Linked DNA regions of Mus musculus: region 1 is linked to region 2. A link is a contact called in public ChIA-PET data. All regions are on one chromosome and are shown on one strand. Each heading gives the region's core, a stretch centred on a gene start, on an enhancer-like site or on the middle of the called end of the contact. The rest is flanking DNA. Distances are from core to core; before and after follow the strand shown.

Region 1 (4,477 bases), core at 1,605-4,104, 490 kb after region 2:
GGTTTTTGTTTTTGTTTTTCGAGACAGGGTTTCTCTGCATAGCTCTGGCTGTCCTGGAGCTCACTTTGTAGACCAGGCTGGCCTCGAACTCAGAAATACGCCTGCCTCTGCCTCCCCAATGCTGGGATTAAAGGCGTGCGCCACAACGCCCGACTTGTTTTTGTTTTTAATTTAATTGACAGGGTTTTCTGTGTAGCTTTGGCTGTTTTGAAAGTTGATCTGTAGAGCAGTAGAGCAGGCTGGCCTCGAGAGTTCTGCCTGCTTCTGCCTCCCAAGTAATGGGACTAAGGGTGTGTGCCACCACTGCCTGGTGGACAGGAACTTTCTACTCCAATAGTGAAGTCATATTAAAAAGGACCACAGATAGCCTAGGAAGGTGACTAGAGTGGCACACTACTGCTCTCAAGGGGAGATATATAGATACTTTATATGACATATGTGAGTGTGTATGTCTGCATGAGTATATGTATGTATGTATCTCTATATACCAGGCTAGCCTCAAACTAAAGAGATCCACCAGCCTCTACCCCCAAACGGGAGGATTAAAGGTCTGTGCCACCGCCTCCAGCTGAAGCCCAAGTCTTTTGCTTGTAGTAACTAACTGAATTGCCTATATCAAGGTCCAGGCTCCACAAAAATTCCTTTAGCGGTGGCTGGGTGATCCACCTGGATTTGCATTTAGTCACCAACAACTAGAATGCTGTAACTATGAAAGGTTCCCAAAGGTACAAATGCAGTGAGAATCATGAATACCTGGCCTGGTACTGACACCCTGTGAGTGACAGCTACAAAGCGTCACCCAAGTGTCACGCCTACACTATCTGGAAGCACTGCATTCCTGGAAGCACCAATAGTTCAAAGCCCCGTGTGTTGAGCAAAGCACTTGCCTCCTCCTCCTCATTGGTCAATCACCAGATAACTCAGCCAGCAGGCTACTCAGGTCATCACAGATGTGACACTTCCTGTGAAGTACTCCAAAGGAGGAACTTTCCCCAGCTCCCACATGCAAGAGTTGATATAGAACCCACTTGAGAACAGGGCCTCTCCCTGCCTTTTTTCCCCCACCTGTGGGTTTGCTCCCAAAGCCTACACAGTTATTAAAGGGCAGTTCTAGGGTCACACCTGTATATTCCTTTGGGGAGGCTGTGTCTCCATTCTTGAAGAACTTGATTGTGGGGTAGCCACGGACACCATACTGCTGAGCCAGGTCAGACTCTTCTGTGGCATCCACCTTTGCTAGTCGAATCTCAGAGCCTTCTGCCTTCAGTTTTGCGGCAGCTTTGGCATACTCGGGAGCCAGAGCTTTGCAGTGGCCACACCACGGGGCATCTGTAAAAGAAACCAGGACATTGGAAGGTAGTCCTCTATCCAGGTCTATTTCTTCCCTTTGTACTTCCTTTCATAAAAACCTTATCAGCATACCAAGATAACCCCTCTTAATGCAGTCAAGAGACTGCACTGATAGCTGGTGCTCTTGGGCAATATGAGGACAGAGGCCACGAGTGACAAACCAACCCCAATCCCTACTTTGCCCTGTGACCACCAGCACTGTAAAATCATCCTTGACTTGTAACTTCGTACTGCCCCCAGCAATCAGGGTCAGTGTATACCTGGGGTTTACCACTCAGAATCTAGGAAAAGTTAAAAGGTTGCTGGGCCAGCACTATATGTAGCAAGTACGTGTCCAGATGCCTATCCAAAGCTGTTCTTTCTACTATGGGAATGTGACAATCTGTCAAGGCAACCTGGCAGCTGTGTTGGAGCTCACACACTTGTAAGCAGAAGTAAAGGCTTAGATCTGGCTTGCTTCCCGGTATACGGCAAGTTACAGGTAGGGTGGGCATAGTAAAGAGCGTTTGATCTACTCTATCGGAACTGCTAACTGCTCACACAGCCCACTCTGTTTTTCCCAGCTAACAGAAGGTTCTGGCCATGTGGACGTCGTGCACAAAGATACCTTCTTGATTCTCAATCCCGCAGTCCCCCTCAATGAGCTCTGACTACAACGACTTCTACTTTGGGTAGGAAGGATGCTCTTGGGACAACTGGAAGCAGAGAAGCTTACAGTAGGTGCTACCCGCGAGGTGCAGCTCTGGACCGGCCAGTCCGTGTTCCGTGGGGCAAGCTGAGGGCTACGGGCCACCGTACTCAAGAGGGGCCGGCCGCGCAGGACAGTGCTGGGTGCCGCAGAGGGCGGCCCGGAGGAGTCCGTGGACAAGGGGCCCTTCCCCCCCCGCCCAGGCCCACGGCGCACTCACAGAACTCCACCAGCAGGTACTTGTGCGCCGCCAGCGCCTCCTCGAAGTTGCTCTTCTTCAACACCAGGACGTTGTCCTCCTCCTCCAGGGCGTCGGCGCCCACCCTAGCCGCCCAGGCCAGGGCTAGGCACAGCAAAGCACGGCTCAGCATGTCGGACGTCTGCAGCGGGCGGGGCAGTTGGGTTGGCGCCGCCGGGACAGCCAAGGCGACGAGAGCGCGCGTCGGTCCAGACCTCGCCTTTATAAATCCTGGGCCGGGGACGCGCCCACGCCTCCCCCTCGCTGCGCGCGTCAGCCGCCGTGCGCATGCGCCCCGCCGCGCCCTCCGATTGGCCAAGGAGCTGAGAGACCCGCCCTCGCCGTGCGGGGACTGGACACCCACTCAAGGCTGGGCCACCAAGTCGACAAAGACCCGGAGGCCTTTCGGTTCTTGCCTGGGATTGGCCACGGCGCGCGCGCGCGCGCACAAACCCAATGTCCCCCAGCGTCTGATTCGCTGGCGAAAGCCAACTTTCTCTTTCTGGACTTCTGACTGGCGACTTTTCCCACGCCTTCCACACGTCTGGAATGGCTGCGGCTTTCCGCTGCCCGGCCTCGTGGCTCCTGATTGGTGGAGAGATGCGCGTACCCAGCCCGATTCTCCGTCGAACGTGGCAGTGGGCGGAGTCCCGGACCCCTGGGCGGGGCTACGCTTGCGCCTCCGAAGCCCCTCGTGTTGCATTCTGACTGGACCGCGTTTCCGTACTGGCACCGCCCCCAAGTCTCCTCAAGGAAGCCAGGGACGCCACTTCCGGTGCGCGTGCGGCTCGTGCGGTCCCTGCCCAGGTCTTGGGTGACGGACCCTAGTTTCGGGGTCGGTGTTCTGTGCTTTTCTCGGCTGCGGTAGCTGCCAGGCGTGTCCCCACGCCGCGGGCACGTTTCTCGGGCGCCCCGTGGTCGTCCGAGGCTCCTGTCCACCATTCGGAATTCGGTGCCCGAGACCTCTGCGGAAGCTGCTGGGGAAGTGGAGAAAGCAGTCCGTGCCGTCCGCTTTATACTGACCACATGTTGAAATGGCTCTTGAGTTCGTTGGGCTGAATAATAAAAAGGTTTGGCTTCTGTGAATCAGCCTTTCCATTACGTACGAGAGTCACATTTTGTCTCGGTTGGACTTCCTTTTCCAGAATCATCTTCTACTTTGTGTCTCTATCCCTTAGTGACTTGGAACTCATTGTACACAGGCTGGCCTGGAACCCGAGGAAATACTTAAAAGATCTGCACCGGCCCACTGGGTGCTGTAGTTACAGCTGTGAGCAGTCCCTGTCCGTGTTCGGTCCATCTTTCTCTTTCTTTACTGCTCCCCGGCTGTCAACCGACCTGCTCTCCACGCCCAGCCCGGGAGCTCACTCCTAGAAGCATCTTCTTTTTTCACTTCCCACTACGAAAACTATCCTGATTGTCAAGGGTCATTAGAAAAGGCAAACACCCAAATATTAAGTATATAGATTGACTAGTACTACACTGCTCTCAGAAATGGATAAAAAACAAGAAATATGGCATATGGTTTTGTATTTTGATAGTTTTTTTTTTTTTAATTGTTTTTAGTTTTTCAAGACAGTGTTTTCCTGTATAGCCCTGGAACTCGATAGACACCAACCTGGCCTTGGACTCAGAGATCCATTTACCTCTGCCTCCTCAGAGTGCTGGCATCAAAGATGTGTGCCATCACTGCCTGGCAGTAGCTTCTTTAGCAACGTTGTCAATAAGGACATGCATGTATTACCTTTCCTACTAGAAACTCCTCTTATCTAGTGTGAGTTTCTTCCCTTGAAGACCAAGTCCTTTGTGCCCCAACCCATTCAGTGTAGGCAGAGAGGGAGTCAGATCCTGGTCGGAGCTCACTGGGAAACCTTCGAGTATATACGGGATGACTTTGCAGGCCTAGGAGAGCTATGAATGAATTTGCCCTGGAAGAGTACCTAATCTAGCAGCAGCTTGGCTAGGTGCTTGGTTTTTTCTCTGCCTATCTTTAGTGCCTGTACACATTCCTGACTTGGGTACAATAGAAATAGCTTCATATATGATGCTGCTATCTCCCAGTGATTTTTTTAGCTGCCTTGAGCTGTTCTAGAAACCATTATTTGGAACTAGAGACAAAAGAGCGGGCCACTGGTGGCACACCTTTAATCCCAGTATTCAGGAGGTAGAGGCAGTTGGATCTGTGTGTGGCCACCCTGGTC
Region 2 (4,579 bases), core at 537-3,036:
CCCCTTGCACTCACAATCTCCACTCACTCTGGACGTGTGGGTCTACCTGCCACCAAAACTCTCAGAAGCCACCACTGGGGATGGAGGAGCTCTGCCAGGAGCACGAGAAGACAAGATTGTTCTAAACCCTACGCTGGGCTCTAAATGGTGAGCTGTGAGTAGCTGGGGGTCAGCGATCCCAGAGGGTGCTAGCAGCAGGCAGTGGTGGCTGTGAGCCTGGCTCTGCCATTCACCCCAGCCCTAGGACATTCTCTACATTAAAAAAAAAGTGCATCTTCCTGGGCTATCCTGAGGTACATGTGGCTTTGAGGTTGGATCCTGGAGATCCTGCAACAGCTTCAAGCTACCCTAGTAGGATGTGGACTCCCAAGTCCCTGCGTCACCACAGAGCATCCATGAACTCCGGGGACCTGGCAGCTGTTCTCTTGTTTCAGAGGCACCCTGATACCTCCCTTGCAGGGTGCTCTCTCTTGCAGTCTCCCACTGGCTCTTCTCATCCCTGAAAGCCCAAGACGCCCTGAACTCTGCCCCAGACTCTCTCCTTTATACACCCTCTCCATCCCTGAGCTTTGCACAAGTACAGCAGGCTATCCGGCCAGGGCCCGTGCTCACATCACCCAATACTTCCACACTGCTCTCAGCTCAGGTTATACCCACAGGGGAAATGGCTTCTCAGGATGGCAGAGTAAATCTGAGTACCTGAGAAGTCCAGCTCTGACCCTGTTTTCTATAAGCACTTCATTGTGCATTAACTAAGCCTGCCTCCCTCCCTGCTGTTCCTCAAATCTTGGCAGTGCATCCTAGCACACCACTGCATCTGCAATCCCCCTGCCTCCACAGCACCATCAGCTTTTCTTCTACCAACTGTTTTGCTTTCTCTAGGACTCCCTTGAGAGGACAGGGACCACACAGTCTTAGGTCCTGATGTGTGGAGGGCACTGAGGTCCTGAGACCTGGGAGATGGGACATGGGACAACTGCTAAGTGATTACAATCCCCTTTCAGAGTCAGGGAGCCAGGAGCATACACTCACCATGGTCCAAAGTCAAGCTGCCTTGGTACTGACATCCAGATGTGTGTAGTAGGGGGCAGTGTCCCTACTCTGAGGCTGCTTTGCCATCAGTCCGGCCAGTGTCCCCGTTACACATTTCTGGTTGTGTAGGTGAAACCTAATACCTTGCCCTTCTTGGCACTGGCTACACCTTGGTGGATCCTAAGCTCCTAAGTCTGGTGGACATAGCTTTCCCAGCACCACGTGCAGCCAGTGAGGTTCTGGGCGGTAAACATAGCCTCTCCATGGAAATCTATAAGCCAGATGGCCGGAGGCTGGGGAGGCCAGCCTCACCCTGGACAAAACCGCGCCTCCCGCAGGAGCCGGAGGGGCAGGAGCCTGCTCCCTCGGGGGCCAGCTGACTCGCAGAGGCAGAGCCCTTGAGCAGCGCACTGCTGTGCTCCTCCGCGGGCGACCCGCATCCCCTAGGTCTCTTGAGGTTTAAGGCAGGGGTTCCGGGCCGCCCGAATGGAGCCCACGGCGACCTTCCGGGGCTGGGGGTACTGGGCACAGGCCGACCTCGCTGCAGGGCCCGACCCTTCACCGCGAGACGCCCCTCACCTGCGCGGACCTAGCCTGGGGCGCAGGGCCCGTGGGCTCGGCCTGGCGGGCGCGGCTGCAGAGCCACCCGGGGCCCCACGGGGCTGGCGCGGCCTCCGCCGTGGGTGACAATAAAACGCTGTCCGCAGGGGCGAGCGGCGGCGGCGGCGGCTAGCAACCAGCCTGGTGCCTCCTCCGCTGTCCGTCACGCCGGCCCGCCTTTGCAGCGCGCGCCGCTCAGGGATTGGCTCTCCGGACGCCCGCCCTGATCTTCGGGTAGTTCATTGGGCCGTTAGGCTGTCCTGTAAGTCCCGGAGTGGGAGGAGCTGCCGAAAGCCAAAGTGGAGTGGGGCAGGCAGAGGGGCGGGGCTTTAAGGAGGCGGAGCCTGCGGGTCCCGGCACCCTCTGAGGCCCCCGCGCAGCCCTGGGCCTCTCCGGTGCCTTGGCAGGACCGCGCAATGATGCCTCCTATCCCCAATCTTTCCTAACTGCTTTCAAAGACACTGTCGGAGTCTCCAAGTGTATAGATGTGGTCTTTCCTGTCTGCCAAAGGGCTCGGGACCCACAAGCTCAGATGGCCTCTCCAACAGAAGTTACATTAAATAACAATGTTATAAACTCAAATGCTTTAAAAATTATCCGCATATTAATCTTATGAACAAGCGCGTGTGCGTGCGTGTGAGTGCGTGTGTGCGTGCGTGCGTGTGTGTGTGTGTGTGTGTGTGTGTGTGTGTGTGTGTGTGTGTGGTAAGTTAGGATGGTGGTCCAGGGCCTTGCATGTGCTAAATAAGGACTCTGCCATTGAACCTCAGCCACTTTTGCACTAAGAAAGCATCTCATATACCACGTAGCCCAGGCTGTCCTCGAACACACTATATAGCTGAGAATGACGTGGAATTCCTGATCCTTTGCTTTTTTCCCCTCCTAAATCTGGAATTACGGGCAAAGTGCCGCCACACCTGGCTTTCATCTTTTCTTTCTAAGATTTATTATGTGTAAGTTTCTGCATCATGTTGAGGGTGCTGGATCTCCTGAAACTGGAGTTATGGATGGTTGTAGGATGCCATGTGGGTGCTGGGAACTAAAACCCGGTCCTATACAAGTGCTTTTTTTTGTTTGTTTGTTTTTTTGGTTTTTTTTTTTTTTTTGAGACAGGGTTTTCTATGTAGCCTTGGTTGTCCTGGAACTCCCTCTGTAGACCAGGTTGGTCTTGAACTCACAGATCCACCTGCCTCTGCCTCCCAAGTGCTGGGATTAAAGGTGTGTACCACCACCACTCAGCATAGTAGGTGCTTTTAAACACTGATGGTGGCTTCCTTTTTTGTTTGTTTGTTTTGTGTTTTGTTTTGTTTTGTTTTTTCGAGACAGGGTTTCTCTGTGCAGCTTTGGCTGTCCTGGAACTCACTCTGTATACCAGGCTGGCCTTGAACTCAAGAGATCCACCTGCCTCTGCCTCCCAAGTGCTGGGATTAAAGGCATGCGCTCACGGTGGCTTCTTTTTTAAAATTAAGAGAAAGATTTGGTTTATACATATCAAAATTCACATCCTTTGGTGTCGGGTAAACACCCATTCAGACTTAGTCACCCTTCCGCCACACCCTACAGAGCCATTCCTTGTTTAATCCCAGCTGCTTCAGGCACCAGCTGGCTGGGACCCTTTGTTTTGTCTCTTGAGGAAAGTCAGAGACAAGATGGCACAGAGTGTCTTCCTAAATCCCCACCCCAACCACCCCAAAGCTGGAGGATTCATTCTGCTGTCCTAGCCAACATGTCACCTGACTCTTAGAATGCCCCAGGAAGCAACTATTCCAAGCGAGAGTTCACACGATGGAAGCAGCTGTAGACACTCACTTGCTGGCTTTTGTGTAAGCCCAGGTTTTCCCATCTTCTGCAAATTCTTAGGGCAGAAATCAGTGCTATTTAAGAAACTGCCAGAATGTTTTCTAGTTACTGTCCAGACAATGTCCCAGTTGGTGTCTGTTCCTTCCGCTCTTGGAGTGTTTGGGTCCTGTTCTCTCAGTGACGTTAATAGGTGAATGGTTGGGGTGTGTGTGTGAATACACTGTAGCTGTCTTCAGACACACCAAAAGAGGGCATCAATCCCATTACAGATGAGCTACCATGTAGTTGCTGGGAATTGAACTCAGGACCTCTGGGAGAACAGCCAGTGTTCTTAACAGCTGAGCCATCTCCCCAGCACCCAAGCTGGACTCTTGTAACCCAAAGCTGCCCCTTCGCTAGCTGTTCTCCTGGCCAGGTGAGTGGTTTGCACATCACACGGCTCATCTGCCATCCCTGCATTCGTCTCCCTTCATGTCTGTCAGATCATTTACCCACTCTGTAATTTGGGTGATTTTCTAGTTTTGAGCTTTAAACTTTGGGTGTGTGCGTGTGTGTGTGTGTGTGTGTACACTCACGCCACAGCAAACATGTAGAGGTAAGGATAACCTTCATGAATCAGTTTTCTTTTTCTACCATGTGGGTCCCAGGGATTGTACTCTGGTTGTCAGACTGTGTGGTAAAAATGCCTTCACCAGCCTAGCTATGCCATCGATCCTGTGTTCTCAGCGAGGTTTTCACGTGAGTCTGCGAGAGACGTCACCTGAAAAGTCTCTCAGTGTTTGGCTCGACTTTCCATTCCCTTAACTATGACATTAAAGCCTTTTCCCTTTAATAAGGTTTCTTCCCCAACACAGGGTCTTAGTATGTAGACCTGGACGGCCTAGAGCTCCCTATGTAGACAAGGCTGGCTTCAGCTTCATGGCGAGCCACCTCTGCCTCCTGAGTGCTGGGATTAAAGGGGCATACCACCATCAGGTGTTTCTGATTCTTAGGTTATGGTTCACTTTAAATTTTTGTGTGAAGTGTGAGGTATGGGCCAAGATGTTTTCAGTTTTTTACACATTGCTAGCTCCAACACCATTGACGGCTACTACCTCCTCACTGAACTACTGCAGATAAAGAAAACGCCCCCGACCAAGGGCGTGGC

Evidence for each region. ChIA-PET counts read pairs in DNA pulled down with a chosen protein or histone mark.
Region 1: an RNA polymerase II ChIA-PET map of memory CD8 T cells shows a contact between it and region 2, with 15 read pairs. The contact joins the promoter of P4hb here to the promoter of Cep131 in region 2. A contact is called at or near these places in 1 of 39 promoter capture datasets (pre-B cells), 1 of 484 Hi-C or Micro-C datasets (embryonic stem cells) and 1 of 115 datasets of contacts at active chromatin or transcription factors (memory CD8 T cells).

Annotation. Positions count from the first base shown.
Region 1 is chr11:120,570,399-120,574,875 of GRCm38.p6, forward strand. P4hb (prolyl 4-hydroxylase, beta polypeptide) reads right to left here and starts at 2,855. Exons shown (of 11, transcript NM_011032.3): 1 at 2,259-2,855; 2 at 1,123-1,329. The coding sequence starts at 2,409.
Region 2 is chr11:120,085,041-120,089,619 of GRCm38.p6, forward strand. Cep131 (centrosomal protein 131) reads right to left here and starts at 1,787. Exons shown (of 26, transcript NM_009734.3): 1 at 1,612-1,787.